Linked DNA regions of Mus musculus: regions 2, 3 and 4 are each linked to region 1. The links are chromatin contacts, called in public HiChIP or PLAC-seq and promoter capture Hi-C maps. All regions are on one chromosome and are shown on one strand. The core of a region is the stretch at or near the end of the contact, and the rest is flanking DNA. Distances in the headings are between cores, read along the strand shown. Region 1 holds the start of Col11a2 (collagen, type XI, alpha 2). Region 2 has its middle 26 kb from the start of Cyp21a1. Region 3 holds the start of Skiv2l (superkiller viralicidic activity 2-like (S. cerevisiae)). Region 4 overlaps Tnxb (tenascin XB).

The links. Promoter capture Hi-C pulls out the DNA fragments that hold promoters and counts their contacts. HiChIP or PLAC-seq counts read pairs in DNA pulled down with a chosen protein or histone mark.
Region 2: a promoter capture Hi-C map of hippocampal neurons shows a contact between it and region 1, with 4 times the contacts expected there. The contact joins the enhancer-like site here to the promoter of Col11a2 in region 1. A contact is called at or near these places in 4 of 39 promoter capture datasets (hippocampal neurons, liver and pre-B cells).
Region 3: an H3K27ac HiChIP or PLAC-seq map of embryonic stem cells shows a contact between it and region 1, with 3 times the contacts expected there. The contact joins the promoter of Skiv2l here to the promoter of Col11a2 in region 1. A contact is called at or near these places in 10 of 39 promoter capture datasets (HPC-7-derived erythroid cells, embryonic stem cells, hippocampal neurons and 5 more), 6 of 484 Hi-C or Micro-C datasets (B cells, CD4 T cells, cortical neurons and 3 more), 23 of 115 datasets of contacts at active chromatin or transcription factors (astrocytes, bone marrow-derived dendritic cells, bone marrow-derived macrophages and 14 more) and 5 of 9 other capture datasets (adipose tissue, embryonic stem cells, liver and 2 more).
Region 4: a promoter capture Hi-C map of hippocampal neurons shows a contact between it and region 1, with 2.3 times the contacts expected there. The contact joins the enhancer-like site here to the promoter of Col11a2 in region 1. A contact is called at or near these places in 6 of 39 promoter capture datasets (embryonic stem cells, hippocampal neurons, liver and 2 more), 1 of 484 Hi-C or Micro-C datasets (liver) and 1 of 9 other capture datasets (adipose tissue).

The regions. Positions count from the first base shown.
Region 1 is chr17:34,037,454-34,041,189 of GRCm38.p6, forward strand. It overlaps Col11a2 (collagen, type XI, alpha 2), which reads left to right and starts at 1,685. Exons shown (of 65, transcript NM_001317722.1): 1 at 1,685-2,283. The coding sequence starts at 2,202. Rxrb (retinoid X receptor beta) reads left to right here. Exons shown (of 10, transcript NM_011306.4): 10 at 1-950. The coding sequence ends at 78.
Region 2 is chr17:34,776,496-34,780,207 of GRCm38.p6, forward strand. It overlaps the pseudogene Tnxa. Among named protein-coding and RNA genes, the nearest start is that of Cyp21a1, 26 kb to the right of the region's middle. Within about 2 kb of position 2,191, at least 27 of the 459 cell types and tissues checked have an H3K27ac peak or open chromatin away from gene starts, as enhancers often do. A contact at or near this core is called in hippocampal neurons, where this site is marked.
Region 3 is chr17:34,848,804-34,852,388 of GRCm38.p6, forward strand. Skiv2l (superkiller viralicidic activity 2-like (S. cerevisiae)) reads right to left here and starts at 1,401. Exons shown (of 28, transcript NM_021337.2): 1 at 1,331-1,401; 2 at 1,093-1,196. The coding sequence starts at 1,352. Nelfe (negative elongation factor complex member E, Rdbp) reads left to right here and starts at 1,588. Exons shown (of 11, transcript NM_001045863.1): 1 at 1,588-1,785; 2 at 2,108-2,190; 3 at 3,541-3,585. The coding sequence starts at 2,116.
Region 4 is chr17:34,698,436-34,701,958 of GRCm38.p6, forward strand. All of the region lies in intron 16 of Tnxb (tenascin XB), which reads left to right. Among named protein-coding and RNA genes, the nearest start is that of Gm24389, 12 kb to the left of the region's middle. Within about 2 kb of position 1,521, at least 59 of the 459 cell types and tissues checked have an H3K27ac peak or open chromatin away from gene starts, as enhancers often do. A contact at or near this core is called in hippocampal neurons, where this site is marked.

The DNA.
Region 1 (3,736 bases), core at 435-2,934:
TTCTTCAAGCTCATTGGCGACACCCCCATTGACACCTTCCTCATGGAGATGCTTGAGGCTCCCCACCAGCTAGCCTGAGCCCAGATGCACACCGAGTGTCACTGAGGAGGACTTGAGCCTGGGCAGGGGGCAGAGCCATGGGACAGGTGCAGAGCAGGAGGGGACTTGCCCAGCCTGCCAGGGATCTGGCAACACTTAGCAGGGTTCGTTTGGTCTCCAAGTCAGAGGGGACCCCAGATCCCTGTGAGGACTATATGTCTACCTTCAGTGGCCTTGAGTCTCTGAATTTGTCGGGGTCTCCCATGGTGCAGGTGATTCTTCATCCTGGCTCCCCAGCACAAAGCACTGCCCTGCTTCCTTCTCATTTGGCCTCACTCCCTTCTGAAGAGTGGAACAGAGCTCCCCCAGAAAGGGGTGTTGTGGGGCAGGCCCCCCAAGCTGATGATCATGGGAGCAGGGCTCTGACAGCCTTTATCCTCTCAGACTTGACAGATGGGGCAGAGGAGGGACCTGCCTCTGACTCCTGTCAGCCCCATTTCCACAGTCCCTCCTGCAGTCAGACTGAAGAATAAAGGGGTAGTGAAGGGGCTGCTGGAGGTGGAGGAACCCATTGCTCTTTTAATTTCCTGTGAGGAGAGACTGGGAGTTAGACTCAAAGAAGTACTGTACATCCCCAGGTTGACTTAAATGTCAGGGCTGGAGATGGCATGTGGGCAAGGAGGCCCCTCAGGTGGGCTGTCCCAAAGCTCCCTGGGCTCTGCCTCGGGTGGCCCTACAGCTCTTCCCTAGTCCTCAGCACAGCTAGGCTGGGAGCAAGTGGGGACATTGATGGGGGTGGCCAGCCTGCAGAGTTGGGTGCTGGGCTGCATGGTTTTTGCCCTGGACCTCTTTTGGGGGTTCCCTCCCATCTTTCACTTGCACATAAAGTTGCTTTCCAGTTAAAATAGCCATTTTCTGGACTGAGATAACTATATGGGCGGTGGGCACCAGGGCATCTACCTGTGGGGATATCCGGTGAGAAACCCTGACATGTTCCCTGGATGCTGCCACGGCCTGAGGTTCCCTGGGCCTACAGAGCCGGTGCAGGGTGGGGGACACAAGGCGTGCTTTGTCGGGAGGGGGAGAGGGTGTGCCAGGTTGGGGGCGGGGCTGCCCAGGGAGGAGGGAGAGCGGCTGCTTTTCAAAGGCGCCTTGTTTGCCGGTGCCCTTCCAGCGCCAGCGGGCGGCGGCGTCTTGGTCACTTCAGCTTTCACCCTGGCTTCGCCACAGGCTCCTGGCAGACCCGGCACTGTGCCCACGCTTAGGGGTGCGCTGCTCTCAGCGATACCCTCCTAGAACGGCCACGACCCTGAGTGACCCTCTTTTGCCAGACCTTTCCATCAGCATCGCCCCCCCCCACCCCGTACCCCTTTTCATTCTGCTTCACCTAGTCCAGTATTTTTATCTTTGGGGGCAATTAGCACGTCACCCATCTCAGCTTTCTCCGTTCCGCAGGGCGACCCTACGCCCCCCACCTTTGGGTCGCTATCTATAGCTGGGTCTATAAACACCCCGCCCAGGACTGCTCTGTAATTACATGTGGCAGGACGAGGGAGGTAATTATGGAGAGCTGATTACGAGTGGGCGTGGAACGGTCGCCCGTAGGCCCGCCCCTTCTGTCCCACTGTGCCCTGAGTCCCTCCCCGGACTCTTCATAGGGGCTCTGGGCCCCCAAGGGCAGCTGCCGTGGTGTGAAAGGACTATAGGATCATAAAAGTGAAGGGGCTGAAGAAGATATATTCTGTTCCCACAAATGCCATCTGAGGGGGCACGCGAGCTACCTAATCCCTCCAGGAGTAGGGGTGTACCATTCCAGGGCTAGCGAGTGAGGAAGGTTTCCAACCCTCACACTCTCCTGCCCAGGTGGAGATCGGGGTGGGGTTTCCCCTTGGTGGCTGTGGGCGGGCGTCAGGAGGCGGGAGCTGGACCTAGGGGCGGGGGCGAGCTGGGGTCTCTGAGCTGCCAGGGTGGCCAGGGGCACACAGTAGCGGCCACCGAAGAGCAAGCAGCACTGACAAGAAGAGGTGCCCCCACAACGGCACCTTGCTGCATGGAGCTGGGCCACTGAAAGCTGCTGACATCCCGGGGTCCTGGTTCCGAGGCTCAGCTGGCTTCTGTCTGCTGTCAGCACCAGGACTGCCTGGGATCTGGCATTCTGAGCCATGGAGCGGTGCAGCCGCTGCCACCGCCTCCTTCTGTTCCTACCTCTGGTGCTGGGTCTGAGCGCTGCCCCGGGATGGGCAGGTAAGAGGAGTCCTGCCTGGGTGTCAGTCAGTTGGAGGTTGTAGCATCTGCTTGGAAGGGACCTCTGATGCCTGGAGTAGGAGCATCTGAGCCTTAAGAAAGGGATTTTGGGCACCAGGATTTAGATGAAGGGCATGACACTTTTGGTTCCTTGGAGCCACTATAGGACTGTCTCCCTCTCTGAAATGACTGGCAGAGGGCAGGTGACGCCGGCCAACAGGAGCCACCGTCCAGAGGCTGAGTAGGCTGGATTCTTGGTTTGGATCCTTAGAAGAACTTGAGATGGCCAAAGCCAGTTTTGTCCAGGCTTTGCTGATGTCAGGGTAGTGAATACCAGGACTGATGGGTAGAGGAAATGGGGTGAACGTCTGTAGGTTGGAGCCTAGAAGGCTAGAGAAGAAAGCTACCTCCACTGTCCCGTCTTCTTTGGGTCCCCCAACCCCTCCCTGTGCCCTGGATGCTGCCACGCGGCTGGCTCTAGGGAGCCTGGGGGCTGGCTGCCAACAGGACGGCCGCTGGACAGGCCAGGATCAGGTGTCTGAGGCCAGAGCCAACTCTTTGCATTCCTGCCCCTCCCCTCTAGCCAGCAGGACTCCCGTGGGACCTTGGTGTCCACTGGCCCCATCTTTCCCCTTTTTACCTCCTAGAAGGGAAAGCCTCCTAGAAAAGAGGATTTGATAACTGGATCTAAGCAGAAAGGAACCAGTTCCTCTCTCCTGGAATACGTGTGTGTGTGTGTGTGTGTGTGTGTGTGTGTGTGTGTGTGTGTGTGTGTGTCTGTCTGTCTGTCTGTCTGTCTGTCTGTCTGTCTGATTTTTGTATAGATATCCATTATTCATGTTTTCTCTGCTCAAGAGAGAAAATTGGCAGGATGACCGTGTAAAGGATCTAGGTTAGACTAAAGAAAGAGCAGATGAATGAAGTACACAGTGTTTACAGAGTTGAGGCAGGGGGATGACCAAGATAACTGTCTCCATTTGGGAACTGAGTGGAGGTGGGGGGAGGGACTCCAGGGAGATGGTTAGCTAAGAACTCCTGAGGGTATAGGACAGGGCATTTGGGGGCTCAAGGGGATAGGTGGAGTGGCAGTGGGTCTGAGACAGTGGGGTTAGTATGTGGCTTGAGGTGGGTGGGCTGTGAGCATGGCGTGGAACTGTCCTCCATCAGGATTTGGCGGAGGGTGGGGACCTCTCAGGTCTCCTTTGCCCGGGGTCTCTGTGAGTCTCTGTGTCTCTGTCTCCCTCACCGTACTCTCTCAAAGCTGCCCTTGTGTGTCAGTGTTTGCAAAGCTGCTACACTTTGGGGCCAGGCTCCTCAGGGGCGGGGGGAAGGTCGCGGTTTCCTCAGCTCCTGGACTCAAAGGGCCTTTTCTCTCCTGCCTGCCCCACCTCATCCACCCCACCAGGCTCTGCTCTCCTGACTGCCCTGGCCTCTGCCCCGCCCCACACTTCTA
Region 2 (3,712 bases), core at 941-3,440, 740 kb after region 1:
GGCTCTGCCTCATTGGTGGATGGTCTCAGCCAGCCTTGCTAGGCTGGAAGGAGGTAACACTGGATGGTCCCGGAGGGACAGTTTGACCAATTCATGATCCAATACAAGAATGGGGATGGGCAGTCCAAGGTGGTGCAGGTGCCAGGGCATGAGGACCAGGTCACCATCTCTGGCCTGGAGCCAGACCACAAGTACAAGATGACCTGTATGGCATCCACAGTGGTCAGCGTGTAGGTCGCGTGTCTGTTATTGGGGTGACAGGTGAGTGGACAATGGAAAACTCAGGTAAAACTCAAGAAGAGGTAACCTTAGCTCCTTGGTGACAGGAGTGGGGATGAGGGCCTTGGATGAGAGCCATGGTCAAGGCTGTGGCCCACTTCCTTTCCCCTAGAGCTAGCTCCTAGACAACAGGACCATGGAGTGTTTTATTGTGCTGGTAGCCTTCCAGGTCACCTGGTAGCTATGGTCTCTGCCTCCTGCCCAAGACTGGGGACACAGAACCCTGTTCACTTCTCTGTCTTCTTCTCAGCTGCAGAGAAGAGTCCCCCCAGCCTAACAGAGCCCAGCATAGAGGCCCCAGAGCCCACCAAGGAACCAAGCCTGGGAGAGCTGACAGTGACAGGATCGTCTCCCTGAGCCTCTCCTGGACCGTCCCCCAGGGAGACTTTGACTCCTTCACTGTCCTGTACAAGGAAAATGATGGGTGGCCCCAGCTGATGCATGTCAGGGGCCAGAAGAGGGAGGTCATCGTGAGAGACCTGGATCCTGGGCGCAAGTACAAGATGAACCTGTATGGGTTCCATGAGGGACATCTTGTGGGCCACGTGTCTACCATAGGTGTGACAGGTGAGTGTGAATTGGGGCTTTAGCATATCTCCTTCCTCAGGGATGTGTGGTCAGCTTCTCGGTTGTTTTCCCTATTTTACAAGGCTAAGATTGAATTCCCCTTCACAGCCTTGGCCTTTGTTCACCAGCTGCCTCTGCCTCACTCTGTTGTGAACACAGACACACATGCACACACAATCACACACACACACACACACACACGCACACCCATGACCACATTCACACATATGTACAAACATATGCACACTGACAAACATGCACACAAACCCACACATGTACGTACACACACACACTTACACTCTCTCTCTCTCTCTCTCTCTCACACACACACACACACACACACACACACACACACACACCACTTCAGTAACTTGATGGACCTGTGCTCTGTGGCATTGTTAGATGCTAATGGGAAGTAGGGTGGGCACTTGGCAGGGAAAGTAGCTCACTGGGGACATTTTCTTGGACCCGTCTCTTGGCCTGGACTCTCCTGGATTTCTTTTCTCTCCTTCCTGGCCTCCATGATGTGAGCCGCTCTGTTCCACCATACCCTCCTCCCCACCACAGTGGGCCTGCACTTCTGAAAGTGTGAGTCTGAAAGTAAAAAGCAAGAGGAAGGAGAGAAGAGGTACTATAGGCTGAGAGTCCTGTAAGGGTCCTAATCACAACCAGCCGGCAAGCATCACACTGTGGAGAACCGGAGGAAGGGAGCATAGCCCACAGCGCCCACGGCAGTGCTTTGTGAGACAGAATTCAGTGTTGTTCTGAGCACTGCTGGGCTGCCTTTTTCTGGTTTCGTCTGCTCTGCACTGTACAAATGTTCCAACGTGGCAAGCATTTCTCCTTCCCCTCCACGCATTCCTTTTTAATCACAGAAAAACAGAAAAATGCAGTGTCTCTTCCTTAGCACTCCATCTGTCTTCCTGTCACCCTGGCAATGCAATTCATATCTAATTCTCAAAAAATTAAATTTGCCAGTCCCTAAGCAGCTAGGGAACAAATCACAATGCACACTTGGGTCCCTGGGTCATTGTCACACAGCCTGCTTTCCTGGAGATGTCAAGAGCAGATCACTGTGTGGGGCAGGTCAGGCTGCTCAGCCACAGAGCCGGCAGCCTGTGGCTCTCTGTGCCTGTGACCGTCTAGGTAGAGGAGTCATATCTCACAGTCCCTGGCTTGACAGGTCTTGTTTCTGCCCTTGCTCTCAGCAGACTTCAGAAACAAGGGGCATGGGGAAGCTAGAGTTTGTGACTGGGGGTAAACTGTTAGTTCTTATTCTCAGCTCAGGGTCCTGTCTCTTGTCATTCCTCACAAGGCCATTCTCAACTCACAACAAGGGGAGTGGCTCATAAGGGACACATGTCCCTGCTTTCCCATATCCCCTCTCCCATTCCTTCGCTCATTTTCCCACCTCCCTCACTGTCCGTTCCCATTCCCCTCCCACTTACTGATATGATTCAATAGTCTCTTTTCAAGCCTGTATTTTCATAGTGTGAGGGACATGACAGGTTATGCAAAGCTTGAAAACCAGCAAGTGAGAAGCTCGGTCTAGTGTTTGAGCAGTAACCATCATTAGCAACTGTGAGTGCTTGAGTATCCCATGAGGCCCTGGACTCCATTCCTGGCACACACACTACCACCACCAAACCCACAGAAGCTGAGGTGTAAGCTGTAAGCGAGTTTCCTGCTCTGCACTCTCAGGCCACACACTAAGTCTGCAGCCTGAATGCTCCCACACAGCCTAAGTGATCCCATACAGCCTCAGTGCTCCCATACAGGCTCAGTGCTTCCATACAGCCTGAGTGCTCCCACTCATCCTGAATGCTCCACAAAGCCTGAATGCTCCCACGCAGCCTGAGTACTTCCATACAGCCTGAGTGCTCCCATGAGGCTGGCTGTGCTCTCATACAGCCTGAGTGCTTCCATGCAGCTGGCTGTGCTCTCATACATCCTCATTGCTCCCACACAACCCAAGTGCTCCCATGCACCTGGCTATGCTCCCATATAGCATCTGTGAGCCCATATAGCCTCAGTGCTCCCATGCAGCCTCAGTGCTCCCATACAGCCTCAGTGCTCCCATACAGCCAGAATGTTATCACACAGCCTGAGTAAACCCATACAGCCTGAATGCTCTCATACAGCCTGAGTGCTCCCTCACATCCTAAGTGCTCCCATACATCTTCAATGCTCCCATTCAGCTGGCTGTGCTCCCATTCAGCTGGCTGTGCTCCCAAGCAGTTGACTCTTACTTTCTGGGTGCCTGTTGGATGCTAGTCATTTACCTTGTGACCATACAGTCTTCACTAATCACCATTTTAATGGTCATTTGATGCTTTCTGATGAAAGGCCTGTAAGTAAACCAGTCATCATCCATTGTGGGTTATTTGGGTCCTGACACATTTTGCTGTCATGAAGAATCTTGTTATGAAGCCGGGCGTGGTGGCGCACGCCTTTAATCCCAGCACTCGGGAGGCAGAGGCAGGCAGATTTCTGAGTTCAAGGCCAGCCTGGTCTACAAAGTGAGTTCCAGGACAGCCAGGGCTACACAGAGAAACCCTGTCTCAAAAAACCAAAAAAAAAAAAAAAAAAAAAAAAAAGAATCTTGTTATGAATTCTTCCATGCTGTAACTTTCCCCTACTTTTAATAATTTTCTTAGGATAAATGCCCAGAACTGAGACTATTGGGTCAGAGGAAATGAGCAGTGCTTTGGCTCCTGACACACATGCTCCAGTTGCCTCCTGAGGATCTGGAAATGGGCAGTCTGACTATCAGATGGGGCAGCGAGGATAGCTCAGTCCTCTCCAGCCTCCAGTGACCAGATGGCCGCTTTGAGGCCACATGAGTCCCCAAGCCTTCTACTTTAGG
Region 3 (3,585 bases), core at 151-2,650, 810 kb after region 1:
ATCTGCATTCTTATTTTGAGAGAGGCTCTCATGAAACCCATGTTTGCATCCAACTTGATGTGTGTGTGTGTGTGTGTACACATATCCCTCCCCCTCTCAAGTGAGGGGGTGACAAGCATGAGCTACCAACACCTGACTATCATGCAGAGCCAGGGATCAAAACCAGGGCTTTGTGTATGCTGAGCAAGCGCTATACCAAGTGAGCTATGTGCTCAACTGAGAATTCGCATTTTAGAATTCTTATTATTTGTAGTAGTATGTGTTAGTATGTATAGGTCTGTGTGTAATGGGTGGACATGGGTACACGCATGCACACATGGCAGTCAGAAGACCACATTGTGGAGCTGGCTCTCTCGCTGCCTTTACGTGTGTCTCATCAGACTTGCATGGGCAAGCGCTTTAATAGGCTAAGCCAGTGATTCTCAACCTTCTCAAATGCTGCCACCTTTTAATGCACCGGTTCTCCTGTTGTGCTGACCACAACCGAAAAATAATTGTGTTGCTACTTATTAACTGTAATTCTGTTACTGTTATGAATCTTAATGTAAATGTCTGGTGTGCAGGATATCTGATATGTGATGTGACCCCTGTCAAAGGGTCATTCCACCCTCAAATGGGTAGTGAATCAAAGGTGGAGAATCTCTGGGCTAATAAGTCATTCTGCCAGTCTTAAATTTTCTGCTTCTTTTCTTTCTGTTTTGGGGATGAGATCTCACTACATAGCCCTGGCTGGCCTAGAACTTGGTATGTAGATCAAACTGGCCTCCAATTCAAGAGATCTGCCTGCCTCCACCTCCCAAGTGCTGGGAATAAGGGTGTGAGCCACGCCAGGCTTCAGTTTAAAAGAGCCAAGTGCTCTGAGCTATGCAGAGAGAAGGAACCTCCTAGGAGGAAAGATACAGGTGAAGGGGCAGCTCTGAGAGCTCGCGTCTCCAGCACTCCCCGCTCCGACCTACTGGAGTTCCAGTAGAGTGGGATCTGTCCAGCATGAGCCGGAGGCCAAGATGACAGTGTCAAGCTACATCCTCCTGTGAGCAGGGTGGAATTTCTTTTAGGCTCATAGGTCAAAGGTGAGGGTCAAAAGTCACTCACAGTGCTCTCTGGAGGCCCTGGCACGTTCAGCAGCTCCCAACGGCCAGTGCACCCCACTTCCAGAGCTCGAAGGGGTAAGTTCAGGGGATCTAGGGGAGGCAGAACTACAAGGGAAAGGTCACAGGTTAAAAGCCACAAGTCATTCCTGTCTACTAACTAGTCCTTTCCGCGGACCCCCCTCCCTCCCCTCCCCTCCTCTCCTCTCCTCTCCCGTCCACTCTCCTCCCCTCCCCCTCACCGAGTCGCTCCGTCTCCATCATCCTGGAGCCGCGGCAGCTCCCGAGCAGCCCGGAAACTCAGAGTAACCACGGAGCCGGCCCCGCCCCGAGAAGGGCGGAAGTTGAAATTACTTCCGACACGCCCCCTCCTCCACCACTCCCCGCCGGGAGCGTGGGCGAGAGCGGCGCCGAAGCCTGACTCGGAGCCGGGCAAGGCCGGGCGGAAGTCACTGCGACTCGCCGCCTTGGTTACCGCGTGTCCCGCCCCTTTACGTCATCGCCGCGAGCCAGCGCGCAGTAGCCCGCGCGGCGGCGCCGGAGACCGCGGGCCCGGGCGCCGCCCCCTCAGGTGAGGGCTTCGTCTCACATCTTTCGCGCCTTCCCCGCGCGGCCCCTGGTTCTTCTTCCTCCTCCTCTGGTTGCCCAGATAGCGCTACGCGGGCCCGGCCGCCTTCTCTGCCCATCGGACCCCGAGGTTGGCTGACCTAACCCCATTGGGCATGGGGGTCGGGAGCCATCGCCTTGGCGTCGCAGGGAGTGCTTTCCCTTCTCCGGGCTGAGGTACCCCAAGGCTCTAGTGTCTGGACCTTGGACATAGGCGGGAATGCCGGTTGATTACCATAAACAGGAGGCTGGACAAGCAGCCTCGGAGGAACGAGGGGTTAGGGAAAGGCCAGAGGCTGGAGTAGGCGGGCCTGGAGGTTGGGGTGCATACAGGATGGACGCAAGTTGGACGACGTGTGAATTTTGAATGGTGACAGTAGAGAATGATGTCTTGGGTTCTGCCCTTGAACCAGGAGCCAACATGTTGGTGATACCTCCGGGGCTGAGTGAAGAGGAAGAGGCACTGCAGAAGAAGTTCAACAAACTCAAGAAGAAGGTAGGAGTTAGTTAAGCGTGGTGGCCCGGCTTCTCCAGACTCTGGGGACACCTGGGCTGACTGTAAGGCCATGGGAGTCCTCCTGCCTCCTACCGGAAGGGGACCTCTCAGTGGAGCTTTGGCAGCATCGTCCAGTCTTATTTGAACCCTCCCTCTTCTCTGGTCATCCCCAATGGAATTATCATCGTCCCTGTGGCTTCAGTACCACCCAGAGCCTTGTGAACCATCAAATGCCCAAGTAAATGTGCTCCTCCTGTCTGCTCTACCTCCCTCCCTTCGCTTTTAGATAACCAACTGCATTTAATAGGCCTTAAAATCTCTCATCTCTGACACACCACTCCACCTCAGACAGGGTCTCACACTTAGCCCAGGCTGGATTGAAAATATGTGGCTTTGGGTAGCCTGGAATGGCTCTGCCTCACCTCTGGCTTCTGTACTATTTACACAGCAAAACATTTGTCAAGTCTGTCGATGGTTTCTAAGTTCCTCTTCCACTTTGTCCCCTACCACTACCCCTGGCAAGGATCTCAGTATGTGGCCGGGTTGGGTGGGTTGTTTTGTTTTGTTTTGTTTTGTTTTTTCAACTCCTGGGCTCCTGGTATCTTCCTCCCTAAGCTTCTCTCAGGAAGTGGAACTCTAGGTGCACAACACCGTCCTCAGCACTCTCCTTACTAGTGAAACCTCTGAGTAATTTCTCATTGACAGGGTCTGGCTTTGCTGTTTTGAAGGCACACCTGATCCATTGAAAACACTTCCGAGGTTTCACATCATGTATAGAATTGAAATATCAGCTCACCATACCTGTCAAAAGAGAGAATTATTTTCTCTTAAAACCTGCCTTCCAAAACCTCCTCTGCATTTTTGCAACCCCAATTTCTTTGTCTAAAGTATCTTTTCTGTCTGTGTTGGGTAATTCTGTGAGGTCTCAGTTTACTAGCTGCTTATGCATCAGAAAGTGTTGCTTATACTCAGCCCTGAGTGATTAGTGCCCTTGATTATTCTTGGCTGTCAGTCTAGCCATTGTTTCCTGGGTTCTGAATTCCTTAAGGGTGGGAACTATGTGTTTTGATTCTGCATGGCCTCATTAAATGTGCAGAAGATGGGAGATGGGTGGATAAAATCCCCAAGGATTCAGGTCTTATTTGCAGCTTATATGGTAGGGCTTAGGTGTTTTTGGTTTTCAGTTTCCAAAATGTGAGACTGGAAGGCCTTGGACACCATAGTTTGGTTAGGTTAAGTACTGTGGGCTTCGTGAGGATGTGGAAGCAGGATGAGCCACTCCAGGACCAGGATGCCACACACACTGGCCCTGGAACCAGACCCTGGTTGACAGACCTCTCTCCTTTCCAGAAAAAGGCATTGCTGGCTCTGAAGAAGCAGAGCAGCAGCGGCCCA
Region 4 (3,523 bases), core at 271-2,770, 660 kb after region 1:
CTTAGCTCCTTGGTGACAGGAGTGGGGATGAGGGCCATGGACAAGTATGTGGCCTACTTCCTTTCCCCTAGAGCTGGCCCCTTCTCCTAGGCAACAGGAAAATGGATGGTTTTATTGTGCTGGTAGAATCCAAGTCCCCTGGTAGCTATGGTTTCTGCCTCCTTCCCAAGACCTGAGGACAAAGAACCCTGCTCACTTCTTCTTCTTCTTCTTCCTTTTTTTTTTTTTTAAATTTAAGATTTGCTTTATTTATGAGTGCACTGTCACTGTCTTCAGACACACCAGAAGAGGGCATCAGATCCCATTACAGATGGTTGTGAGCCACCATGTGGTTGCTGGGAATTGAACTCAAGACCTCTGGAAGAGCAAGTCAGTGCTCTTAATGACTGAGCTGTCTCTCCAGCACCCCCTGCTCACTTCTCTGTCTCCTTCTCAGCTGCAGAGGAAGAGCCTCCTAGCCCCACAGAGCCCAGGACAGAGGCCCCAGAGCCCACAGAGGCCCCAGAGCCCACAGAGGAGCCACGCCTAGGAGAGCTGACAGTGACAGGATCGTCCCCAGACTCCCTGAGCCTCTCCTGGACCATTCCCAAGGGAGACTTTGACTCCTTCACTGTCCAGTACAAGGACAGTGATGGGAGGCCCCAGGTGATACGTGTCAGGGGCCAGGAGAGGGAGGTCATCGTGAGAGACCTGGATCCTGGGCGCAAGTACAAGATGAACCTGTATGGGCTCCATGAGGGGCGTCGTGTGGGCCCTGTGTCCACCATAGGTGTGACAGGTGAGTGTGAAGTGGGGCTATAGAGTATCTCCTTCCTCAGGGGTGTGTGGTCACCTTCTCGGTTGTTTTCCCTATCCCACAAGGCTAAGATTGAATTCCCCTTCACAGCCTTGGACTTTGTTCAACAGCTGCCTTTGCCTCACTCTGTTGTGAACACAGACACACATGCACACATAATCACACACATGTACACACATGCACATCCATGCCCATACTCACACATATGTACACACATATGCACAGTCACACATGTGCATGCAAACTCACACATGTACACACACACAGTCTCACACACACACAAACACACACTCTCACGCACACTCACACACCACTTCAGTACCTTGATGGCCCCATGCTCTGTGGCATTGTTAGGTGCTAATGGGAAGTAGGGTGGGCACTTGGTGGGGAAAGCACTCACTGGGGACATTTTCTTGGACCTGTTTCTTGGCCTGGACTCTCCTGGATTTCTTTTCTCTCCTCCTGGCCGCGGCTGTGATGTGTGCTGCTCTGTTCCACTGCACCCTCCTCCCCACCCTCCACCATACCCTCCTCCCCACTATAGTGGGCCTGCACCTCTGAAAGTGAGAGTCCAAAAGTAAAAAGCAAGAGGAGGGAGAGAAGAGGGACCACAGGCCGAGAGTCCTATAAGGGTGCTAATCACAACCAGCCGGCAAGCATCACATTGTGGAGAGCCAGAGGAAGGGAGTGCGGCCCACAGCGCCCACGGCAGTGCTTTGTGAAACAGAATGTGGTGTTGTTCTGAGCACTGCTGGGCTGCCTTTTTTTCTGGTTTCGTCTGTTCTGCACTGTGCAAATGTTCCAACATGGCAAGCATTTCTCCTTCCCCTCTACACATTCCTTTTATAATCACAGAAAAACAGAAAAATGCAGTGTCTCTTCCTTAGCACCCCATCTGTCTTCCTGTCACCCTGGCAACGCGGTTCATTTCTAATTCTCAGAAAATTAAATTTGCCAGTCCCTAAGCAGCGAGGGAACAAATCACAATGAGCACTTGGGCCCCTGGGTCATTGTCACACAGCCTGCTTTACCGGAGATGTCAAGAGCAGATCACTGTGTGGGGCAGGTCAGGCTGCTCAGCCACGGAGCAGGCAGCCTGTGGCTCTCTGTGCCTGTGACCGTCTAGGTAGAGGAGTCATATCTCACAGTCCCTGGCTTGACAGGTCTTGTTTCTGCCTTTGCTCTCAGCAGACTGCAGGCTTGTGGGGCATGGGGTAGCTAGAGTTTGCGACTGGGGGTAAACTGTTCCTTCTTACCCTTGGCTCAGGATCCTGTCTCTTTAAGTCTTGTCATTCCTCATAAGGCCATTCTCAACTCACGGCAAGAGGAGTGGTCCATAAGGGACACATATCTCCTGCTTTCCCATATCCCCTCCCCCAAGTCCTTCGCCCATTTTCCCACCTCCCTCACTGTCCGTTCCCATCTCCCTCCCACTTACTGATATGATTCAATAGTCTCTTTTCAAGCCTGTATTTTCATGGTGTGAGGGACATGACAGGATATGCAAAGCTTGAAAACCAGCGAGTGAGAGGCTCAATCTAGCGTTTGAGCAGTAACCACCATTAGCAACTGTGAGTGCTTATCTATCCCATGAGGCCTTGGGCACCATTCCTGGCACACACACTACCACCACCAAACCCACAGAAGCTGAGGTGTAAGCTGTAAGCAAGCTTCCTGCTCTGCACTCTCAGGCTGCACATTAAGTCTGCAGCCTGAATGCTCCCACACAGCCTAAGTGATCCCATACAGCCTGAGTGCTCCCATGCAGCTGGCTGTGCTCCCATGCAGCTGGCTGTGCTCCCAAGCAGTTGTCTCTTACTTTCTGGGTGCCAGTTGGATGCTAGTCATTTACCTTGTGACCACACAGTCTTCACTAATCACCATTTTAATGGTCATTTGATGCTTTTTGGTGAAAGGCCTGTAGGAAAACCAGTCATCATCCATTGTGGGTCATTTGGGTCCTGACACATTTTACTGTCGTGAAGAATCTTGTTATGAATTCTTCCATGGTGTAACTTTCCCCTACTTTTAATAATTTTCTTAGGATAAATGCCCAGAAGTGAGACTATTGGGTCAGAGGAAATGAGCAGTGCTTTGGCTCCTGACACACATGCTCCAGTTGCCTCCTGAGGATCTGGAAATGGGCAGTCTGACTATCAGATGGGGCGGCAAGAATAACTCAGTCCTCTCCAGCCTCCAGTGACCAGATGGCTGCTTTGAGGCCACCTGAGTCCCCAAGCCTTCTACTTTAGCTACTGGGTGTACTTTGGGGACCCAATTCTCTCGAGTCGTAGGACCCTGAGAAGGAGATCCCTGTGCAGAATCCCCAGAGAAGCCACTCCTGGAGGATCCAGTAATGGCAGGATCACTACTCCCCAGACTCCCCAGGACGGCCACTTTGACTCTACAAGGCTAGGGATGGGCGGCCTCAGAGGTACAACCTGGAGGCCAGGAGGACTGTGGGGAAACTGGAGCCCCAGTCACAAGTTCAGAATGTACCTGTATGGGTCCATTTGGGGCCTTGAACCCCGCTCTGTCCATCATGGGTACATCCAGCCTGGACTAAGAAGCTGTCACCTTGTCACCAGCTACCTGGAAGCATTTGTTCTTAGCAAGCACTTCCTTGTGCCTGGGTCACACCACAGAGCAGGTCAGATGTAACCAGTCCACCTAGAGTCTATCTGCATCCCTATCAAGCTACTCTGTCAGCCTCATTCTAGTGATAGT